2 separate regions of the Oryctolagus cuniculus genome follow, and region 1 is linked to region 2. Evidence: chromatin contacts called from public Micro-C data. All regions are on one chromosome and are shown on one strand. Each heading gives the region's core, a stretch centred on a gene start, on an enhancer-like site or on the middle of the called end of the contact. The rest is flanking DNA. Distances are from core to core; before and after follow the strand shown.

Region 1 (4,422 bases), core at 1,892-4,391, 220 kb after region 2:
AAATACTTGTGGATCATTCAGTCACTGGATACGGAGAAGACGTCGGAGTCTGGCAGCTCAAAGATCGCTCGTCAGTGAACTCAGGAATTTGATTTCTGCACGTGTATGTGGTTCCTGAAGCGCCTTGGTTCAGCTAAATGGTGCTGTTGAATTTCCCTCCACACACGGCTTCAGGGCTGTCAACCATCCCAGCCGTTCCAGGAAGGCTCGGGAGCTTCCAGACCCAGAAGGTCCCGAGCAAGCCGTCCTGGCTTTGCCGGCACAGTGGGTGTTCTGGTGATGTGAGGCCTTCAGGGCTGATCTCAGCAGGAGTCCTGGAGAGACAGACAGTGATGACTTGGCCACCCTCCAAGCTGGGAGGTCTTCCCACCAAGGACCTCCTGGCGCTGCCAACCTGAAGAGAAGAACCACTCTTGAGGCTGATGTTCGAGAACAGATTGGGAAGCCTGAATGCCGACTTATTCATTTGCAAAGAGAAATGAGCGGGCCGAGGACCGGAAGACACCAAGTCCATGTGCTCAGCATTTTCACTCCCTCCACGAAGCCAAGCCATCAATTTAAGAAGAGGAAAGACTATCACACGCCTTGAGATTCATGAAGTCTGAGTGATCAGCAAATTCTCTCCCGCTGTGAAGTCATTCTTCTCATTTACAAAGAGAAATTACTGTCGCAGAGACGAGAACGCGCAGTCCACGCCGTCAGCACGTTTTCTGCTTCTGCTCCACCCCTCGCGTGTAGCAGGTGTTCCCAAGCCTGCTTGAGAGTACAGGGTGGTGGTGAGAGTGACAGCTTAAAGGGGGACTAAGCCGCCTGCTGACTTAACCCCACCCTGGGCTGAGACTGCCTTTGTCACCAGCGTGTGGGGATCTTTGCTGCTCTTCTGGCCTCCAGCAGAGGTCCTCCAACGTTGCCCCCCAGGAGACATCCCATTTCCTTTACCTGTGCTGTGCCAGTCTGGCTTCCTGGGAGCCTCCTTTGTGACACCTATCTCTGTTCTCATTCCACAGAGTGGCCGTAGGCCCCTCCCTCCCAAAGCTTAGGGCAACAGAGAGCACAGTCCCTCTCAGCTGTCTGATTCACCGTCACAGAGATCCTGCATGGTACGATGATGGGGCCACAGGTGTAGAACCAAGAAGAACCTACTTCCGGTCTGCTACCATTGAGAACCTGGGCCGGTCCTACATCCCTCTGTGCCTTCGTTTCCATGTCGGTACGATAGGGACCTGCCAGATTTGGTTATCTAGGACCAGGTGACAGAAAACACAAGAAAAGGAGGAGCATGGCGTTTGTGACAAATTCGTTATTTAACCACACACATGACCACATGACTATCGCTTTCTGTTGCAGTTTCTAAAGTATTAATGTTTAAAAACCTACACAAACTAAGATTAATGATCCAAGAGTCTCATCTAATATTTGTCTTTGGAGATAAAATGCATACCCCCATAATACTTTTAGTGCTATTGATTTATTATAGTCAGGGGAAACATAATTGAATAACAAAAGTATTCAGAAAAATATCGAAATAGAACAGGATGAAGAGAGAAGCAGAACCGCACTCTGTCCCTGTCCATCTGCCCCCTGCCCAGCCAGCTGTCTTGGGCCTGCCTTGCTTGTCCCGCACTCCCTGGCCTCAGGCTTCCCCGTCCCCTTCCTCTGCTCTACCACCTTCCTGGAAGGAAAGTCCCCCACCTGGGCTTCTGAAGCCCTTACCCTCCTTCCAGTCCAGGATCCAAGCAGGACAGCTGGCCTCACAATGAGCCTCCCAGCCACGGTATCGGGTCGGGGTGTCACCGCCGTGTTACAGAACATACAACCAGGACACGGCAAAATGGCAGGGCCTGCTGAAGCAGACACCCACGAGCACAGATGAGAGACAAGAGCCCGTGCCCAGACCTCCTGGGTTGGATCACAGCAGATGCCAGCTTCCAGTGGGGGTGATGACAACATCTTTGGGGTACCCGACGTTGTCCCTGTCACTTAATAGACACTGAAAGACTCAGATACCATTGTAAGGGTTTCGATCCCCACTTGATGGATAGAATTGAAGTTCTCAGATGAAAACTGAGTGCCTCCTAGCTGCCAAGCAGACCATCTCAGGATGCTGTAACCTCAGACTTCGGTCTCCTAAGGAGTAGGCTGCCCTCTCACATGATGGTGTGCACAACTTTGCAAGTGTAGGTGGAGCCAGCTGGGAATGCAGGCAGCCTCCTTAAATACCAGGACCTTCTCTTCTAAATCAGCTACCCTCAAGTTCACACCGGCAATGTGGCCTCCACGGCCTTTTTATCCAGTGCGATCGTTTATTTTAGTATTGCTCTTCACTTTGCAAGAATTCAGCAGGCCGTCGGCACAGGGAAGTCTGGAAGCCTGTGGGTCCCTAACGCCTCTGTGTTTTGTTGGAAGACCGTGTGCGGCTTCAGTGCAAGGTCCGTGCACATTTTGCTCACCACGACCTCTGCCTTCAGCATTCCCGACGACTCTGGGCTCTCTTGCTGCCCAGGTCTGAACTTGCAAAGGGAATGCAGTGTTTTGCATCGTGACACATGATCGCCACCCACTGGTAAGAATGTTTTTGCTGCAAAGACTTTACAAGGTGTAGGCTTGGGGCAAAAGTCCACCGTTTCCCAGGCTTTCAAGGTCGATGTCTGGCTACCCAAGTCTAAGGAGGGTTAAATGTGTCAGCTTCAGGTTGGTTTGCAGAATCTCAGATGTATGTCCATTAATTGTCCCATGAAACGATAAATAAAACTCTGCTTGTGCGTCTTGAATCATTCGTGTCAGCGTACTTTGTCCATCTGCAGAATTTCAGTATCTCAGCTGAGACCACTTGTCATGGCTAGAGTCCTCATCCAGACTGCCAATCACAGGTGCATGATGGAACAGGACACTGCGGGTGGATTTCAGAGTTCTGACTTGTAAATAGGATCCCATCGTGTTGCCACACCAAATCCCGTGGAAGAGTCGCCTACGGAGAAAATACCCACTGCGTTCCATGATTTGCTTCATGTGTTTGAAAGTGCTCAACAATTCCCCTAGGCAGAAACTTCCTTAGTTTGAAGACGAGAACTGGAGCATGAAGAGGTTAAGGCACCGCCCTGTGTCTCTTGCCTAGAAAATGCGGAGCTGCGAGTCACACCTAGAAGATGTGGCACTGGAATCTTTCTCACTGGGCAACGGGGCCTCTCTCACCCATCTGGTCTGGGAGGAGGCCGTCTTCTTCCCTATGAGCTCTCCCCCAGAGGCTGCCTGGGACGCTCTGACCCAGTCGGCGTGGACAAGCCCTCGTCCACACAACTTCTGTGGCTACAGGGTGACCTCTCTGGGTTCCACCCCTCATCGAGGGAAGCAGCAAGCAATTATCTTGGAGAGGAAAACAAAGCTTTTGGACTAAGTATTGATTCCTGTCCCGTCTCTTGCGATGCAGAGAGAATTCAGTAGCATGTTTGGGGACCAGAAGAGAACATTAAAATAAAGAAAAATTGGGCCCCTGGCGCTTGAAAAATTTCCCCAGATCCTTGAAGACAATTTCATTTTTTTTTCTCAGGGAACTTGATGCTTCTTTAGATGGAAAATTTTTTCACCTAAAATATCACACCAGCTGCCCTGCAATTCTCCTCTTGGCCTGCTTATTAAGAAATGCTGCTCTTGCAGCAACAAATCTCAGCTTTCTTAGCTTCTGGAAAACTGTAAAATAATTAACTATCCTTTAAAAAGGCATTGTGGGAAATCCGTGTGGCTCCAGTCCTCTAGCTGAGCGTCTGCACGTGAGCCACTCTGAACTTGAACCTGACAGTTCAGGGGCGCTGGACGTGATCACTTAGAGGTCGCTCCTAGCAGCAATGAATTCATGAACTCGGATTAAGTGATAACAAAAACACTGAAATTTCCCTCTATCTCTCTTCGTTCTTGAAGAATAGGTTAACGTATATGGATTGTATTTCACAACTAGCACAGAATTGAGCATTTCGCCATGGATGTTTTTATGATCTCTGGTTTCCATTCTTTTTAATAGCCTTGGTGCAGTATTAAAAAAGAGCATCTTGGTTGTAAAAGCTGTTTTAGAAGGAAAAGTTGTTCTAGTAAAGCAAACATAACATATATGCCACTTTCTCAAGAGGAAGCCTTGGTAGTAACTCGGTCAGGAAGGGAAACACTTAGTGGGCTTCAGCAATGATGAGACCCCAACCCCAAGGCAGCAGTGGACTTTGGACTTGCGGTTGCTTTGGAAGAAATGAGCAGGCTCTTCCTGTTTTTCTGTGACAGACTGGAAATCGCACGCCATTGGAAAGTTGCGAGAATCCAGATTAAAACTCCCAGCTCAGCAAAAGTGTTTTCTTAGGCAGCGGTGCACAAATCAGGCTGGGTGATAAGCAGCCTCTCAAATACCAAAAACAAACAGCAGGGATGCACTGGTTGCGC
Region 2 (4,410 bases), core at 1,047-3,546:
TGGTTCCTGGCTTCGAATTGGCACAGTGTGCTGGCCGTAGCGGCCATTTTGGGGGTGAACCAACGGAAGGAAGACCTTTCTCTCTGTCTCTCTCTCTCACTGTCTAACTCTGCCTGTCCCAAAAAAAAAAAAAAAAATGAGTTGATTGCACATTGGGACAGAAAATGTCCAAAGTAAATATTTAAAATTTGACATCAAGAAGACGGGAACTCTCTGATGCTAATAGGGTCATGCCATTCAGAGATGACAACATCTGGAGGCCAAAGACAAGACTGTTTGGGCCTCAGATCAAGATGAGGGAAGTCAGTGTGTGGAAACACATCCAGTTAGTTTAAATCCTTTGGTTTCTGATAAAAGGGAAAAAACAAACGTCCAGGCTGCTTACTTCCCATAGATGAAGGGCACCCACCTAGATTGTAGAGACAGAAGGCAAAAAAAATCAGACACATCCCAGCTTTGCATGAAGGATTCTGTGTAGAGGTGATAAAGTCATTGAATGAAATTTCTCTTTCCAGTTAATAAATGATGGGGAAATGGTAAAATCAGGTTTTGCAATTCTTAAGGTATTAGTAACTGCTAACTTAAAAGAGAATCCTGGACATTTGTACCCCCTGAAGGAAGGTACAACCTGATTTTGAGCCCCCACCAGAACACACACACAAATGAAACAAACAAAAAAATAAAAAACCAGCTGATCCTGAGCCAAAATACCAAACCTGAATCTGATCAAGCCTCCGGGGCATAGCTACCTATTTATAGGAAACTCAGCAGACAAGTGAGCAAGTTAAATGAGCACCTTAGGGATGCAATCAGGAAAACCTATACTGTGAAGAGGTACAGTGTCCAACAAACAGTTGCAAAACTGCAATAAACAAAAATGGACAGGAAGCTCTAAAAATTAAAATTTAAACACAATAAAGAGGGTGTCCGCTATTGTCCTAACTGCTCCACTTCTGATCCAGATCCCTGCTGGTGGCCTGGGAAAGCAACAGGGTGGCCTGAGTCCTTGGGCCTCTGATACCAACAAGAGAAACTTGGATGGGGCTCTTGGCTCCTGGCTTTTTCCTGACCCAGCACTAGCCATTTTGGCAAATGGGGAGTTGGCCTGTGGATGGAAAATCTCTGTGTCTCCCTCTATCCTGTAACTCTTTCAAAAAAAATTTTTTAAAAAGCAGTAACAATGCATCATCATGTTTGGTTCTCATTTCTATCCTAATTCACAAAGAAATTAACAATGTAAGTGAGAGAAATCCAGAGATTAGATATCTGATGGTATTTAGAGAGCATTGCTATTTTTCATACAGCCAAGTATTGTACTAGGTTAAAAAGAGCCTCACTCTTCTGTAGACACATTAAAAATTTTGTAGGCAAAAAGGAATTGTACCTGGGATAATCTTGAAGACCATCTGGGAGGGGATTAAGCAGTGTCCCAAGGCAAGTCTTCAATTTAGTGTTGAGGATGAGTGATGGATACAGAGAAACTCATATGGTATTCTCTACTCTGATGTGTCTTTGAAATTTTAGCCAAAAAAAAAAAAATAGGATTAAATGACTTCCTGTCTCTGCAACGGGCTTTCCATCTATGATAGTCCCTGGGCACAGCACCAAAAATGGGTCAGTCCCACAGTTGTGTGGCAGCTGCCCCACCCCAGCAGTGAGGGGTTCCCAGCTCCCTGTCCCCCTCTAGGTCGTGGGTGGCAGGCCTTGCCTTGACCTGGAGGATGGCAGGTGTGGCCGGTGCACTGTGCCATCTTTCAGACAGTGCCTCACTTTCTAGGAACCATGCTTCTCAATCTTCTTCAGCAAACAAAAGGAAAGACAGACTTCTCATTAGTGGGGAAGTGTTTATGATCCAGTTTAGAATTTAGTGACTAATGAAGACCCACATCTCCTTGGCCTATTTTTCCCAGCGCTAACCAATTTTAACAACTATTTTTTTCCAATGTGCTGTCTGCTAAGGGAGAGGTGATTCAGGCTATGAATTACTGTGCTATAAATAGCTACACAAGAGTCAAATGAGAACCTGGAATCACAGAGTTTCTTTGCATGAAGTCAAGCTATTTTAGAAATGCAGGGTCTCCTACAAGGAGGAGACAGAAATCATCCACGTCAAGATTCCGATTTTAATCACGGATGGGGAGGAGGCTATAAAATGGTCGTGTGGTTTTTATTTTCTGCATACAATCTCACACACTCAATCCCAAACCCAAAGCATTGATAAAGGTTTAAGCATTTTAGAAATTTTAAATTGTTCGAACCTGACCGTGATCAGAATCCCCATCATTTTAAGAATCTTCTGTTGTATGTCTACGACTAAAAAGTCCCGTGAAAAGTTGAATTCGCGTACTCAAGAGTAGAACCCGAGCCACTTCCGTGAGGCACTCATGGCGGAGAAGGAGAGGCGAAGTGCTCTGGTAATTTTCAATTGCTTCGCCCACCGAGAAGCGCCTGCAAACGACTGGATGTGGCCATTTGTTCCGTAAGCTTCTGTGACTTGCAAGTAACTTGGGGCCTTTGCCGGTGAAACAGTCGGGCAGGTGTGTCAGACGCTGCCGAGCCTCCAGCGTACACAGCCAAGTAGGATTAGAGTGTGGCCGAGGCAGACCTGGGCCACAGGAAGGGGGAGACACTCTGTCAAGTTTCAACAGCCTGAGAAGTTAAAAAGGACTCCCAGGGGATGTGGGAAAAGTACCAAGAATGCGCTAGTGAGCTCATTCCAGAGAAATGCCACGTGGCTGGTTTTGGAATGACTCCTCAAGGCCCTGGCACGTCCTGCTTGCCCCCTGCCTGGTGGTGAAATGGGGGTTATTTCTGTCCATGCACACATTTGCTCCTGTTTCCCCCGGGGACACATTCTCCGCCTTGCCTTGCTGGTGCCATTTTCTCTTTGGAAAACAGCGTTAACTGGGCAAAAGGCGTTTGCTGGGCCTTTGGGGGGGGGGGGGGCGAGAGTTGTTTAGGTCTGTAATTTTCCGGGCAGGCTGTGGACGCCTTCCTGATGAGACATCCTCATCTCTACTCATTCAATTGAGAATTTGCTGTTTAGCCACAAGAGGGCTTTGGGCACTGGCTCTGGAGACAGCTGTGGCCTTTAAGGCACTAAGGGATCAAGCCAGGTCCTACTCCTCAAAGACTGAGGGAGATGGAGCTGAGGATTCTTGTTGATGACCGCAGGGAGTGAGTGTGGAGGTGCCACGTGGCACGTTTCGCCGTGTGGTGAGGGTTGACGTCAGAGGCTCCCTAAGGGGGGATGGGTAGAGGAGTAGGTGCTGCCCTGGAGAAGCTAACTGTCGAACGAGCTCACGATGGAGAAAGATGGGCTGGCTGGCTTCTGGGCAGCGTCTGAACTCTGGTCTTGGTCTCCCAGGAGGTTACCACTTTTGGGAAACAGACAGAACGCGGAGTCCGTGGGGAGGATCTGGTCGAAGGCCTGCTTTTGCATTGATGCTTTTTTTTTTTTTTTTTTTTGACAGGCAGAGTGGACAGTGAGAGAGAGAGACAGAGAGAAAGGTCTTCCTTTGCCGTTGGTTCACCCTCCAATGGCCGCCGCGGCCAGCGCGCTGCGGCCGGCGCACCGCGCTGATCCGATGGCAGGAGCCAGGAGCCAGGTGCTTTTCCTGGTCTCCCATGCGGGTGCAGGGCCCAAGCACCTGGGCCATCCTCCACTGCACTCCCTGGCCACAGCAGAGAGCTGGCCTGGAAGAGGGGCAACCGGGACAGAATCCGGCGCCCCGACCGGGACTAGAACCCAGTGTGCCGGCGCCGCTAGGCGGAGGATTAGCCTAGTGAGCCGCGGCGCCAGCCAACATTGATGCTTTTTTTTGTTTTTTAATTTGGAGAGAAGAGGCCACATATTGGGGGGACTTGAACAGAACAGTCGTGGTTGGGCAGAAAGCAGTTGTGAGAATTTCTGTGGTGGGGTGTCTGGTGGGGAGCGCCCACAGCATGGGGCCAGAAGAACCTGATTCTTCACAGATTCCTCCCCTGGGCGGAGTCGGTGTGTTCCACCCTGGGAGGTGGGCTTGGGAAAGAGTGCCAGCCATCCTATGCCACCCCAAGCTCCTATAGCCTACTGCCCTGGGAGGTCTCTCCAACCTGGATGGACTGACAATTGAGCATGGGTCAGGCGCAGGCCAGGGCACTGCTTTTCTGGAAGGGTGTGGTCTCAAATTTGGGCTCTGCTGGGTTTGACTGAAGCCATCAGCAGGTACATAGGAGACCTCCTAGATCCTGCACCCAGAGAGGGGGAGAGAGCAGGGGTGAGAGAGAGTGTGAGAGCGCAGGGGTGAGAGAGACAAAGAGAGAGAAAGAAGGGGTGAGAGAAAGAAGGAATGAGAGAGAGAAAGAAGGGGTAAGAGAGAGAGCACGAGAGCGCAGGGGTGAGAGAGAGTGTGTGTGTGAATGTTTGTG

What was found. Hi-C and Micro-C count contacts between places; a contact is called where the count stands out from the background.
Region 1: a contact with region 2 is called in a Micro-C map of ear pinna, with 7 times the contacts expected there. The contact joins two enhancer-like sites. A contact is called at or near these places in 3 of 6 Hi-C or Micro-C datasets (ear pinna, psoas muscle and an unstated tissue).

What each region holds. Positions count from the first base shown.
Region 1 is chr18:65,030,115-65,034,536 of mOryCun1.1, forward strand. The region is part of intron 5 of CDH13 (cadherin 13); the gene reads left to right. Among named protein-coding and RNA genes, the nearest start is that of HSBP1, 600 kb to the right of the region's middle. Within about 2 kb of position 3,142, at least 2 of the 8 cell types and tissues checked have an H3K27ac peak or open chromatin away from gene starts, as enhancers often do. A contact at or near this core is called in ear pinna, where this site is marked.
Region 2 is chr18:64,812,040-64,816,449 of mOryCun1.1, forward strand. All of the region lies in intron 3 of CDH13 (cadherin 13), which reads left to right. Among named protein-coding and RNA genes, the nearest start is that of MPHOSPH6, 650 kb to the left of the region's middle. Within about 2 kb of position 2,297, at least 4 of the 8 cell types and tissues checked have an H3K27ac peak or open chromatin away from gene starts, as enhancers often do. A contact at or near this core is called in ear pinna, where this site is marked.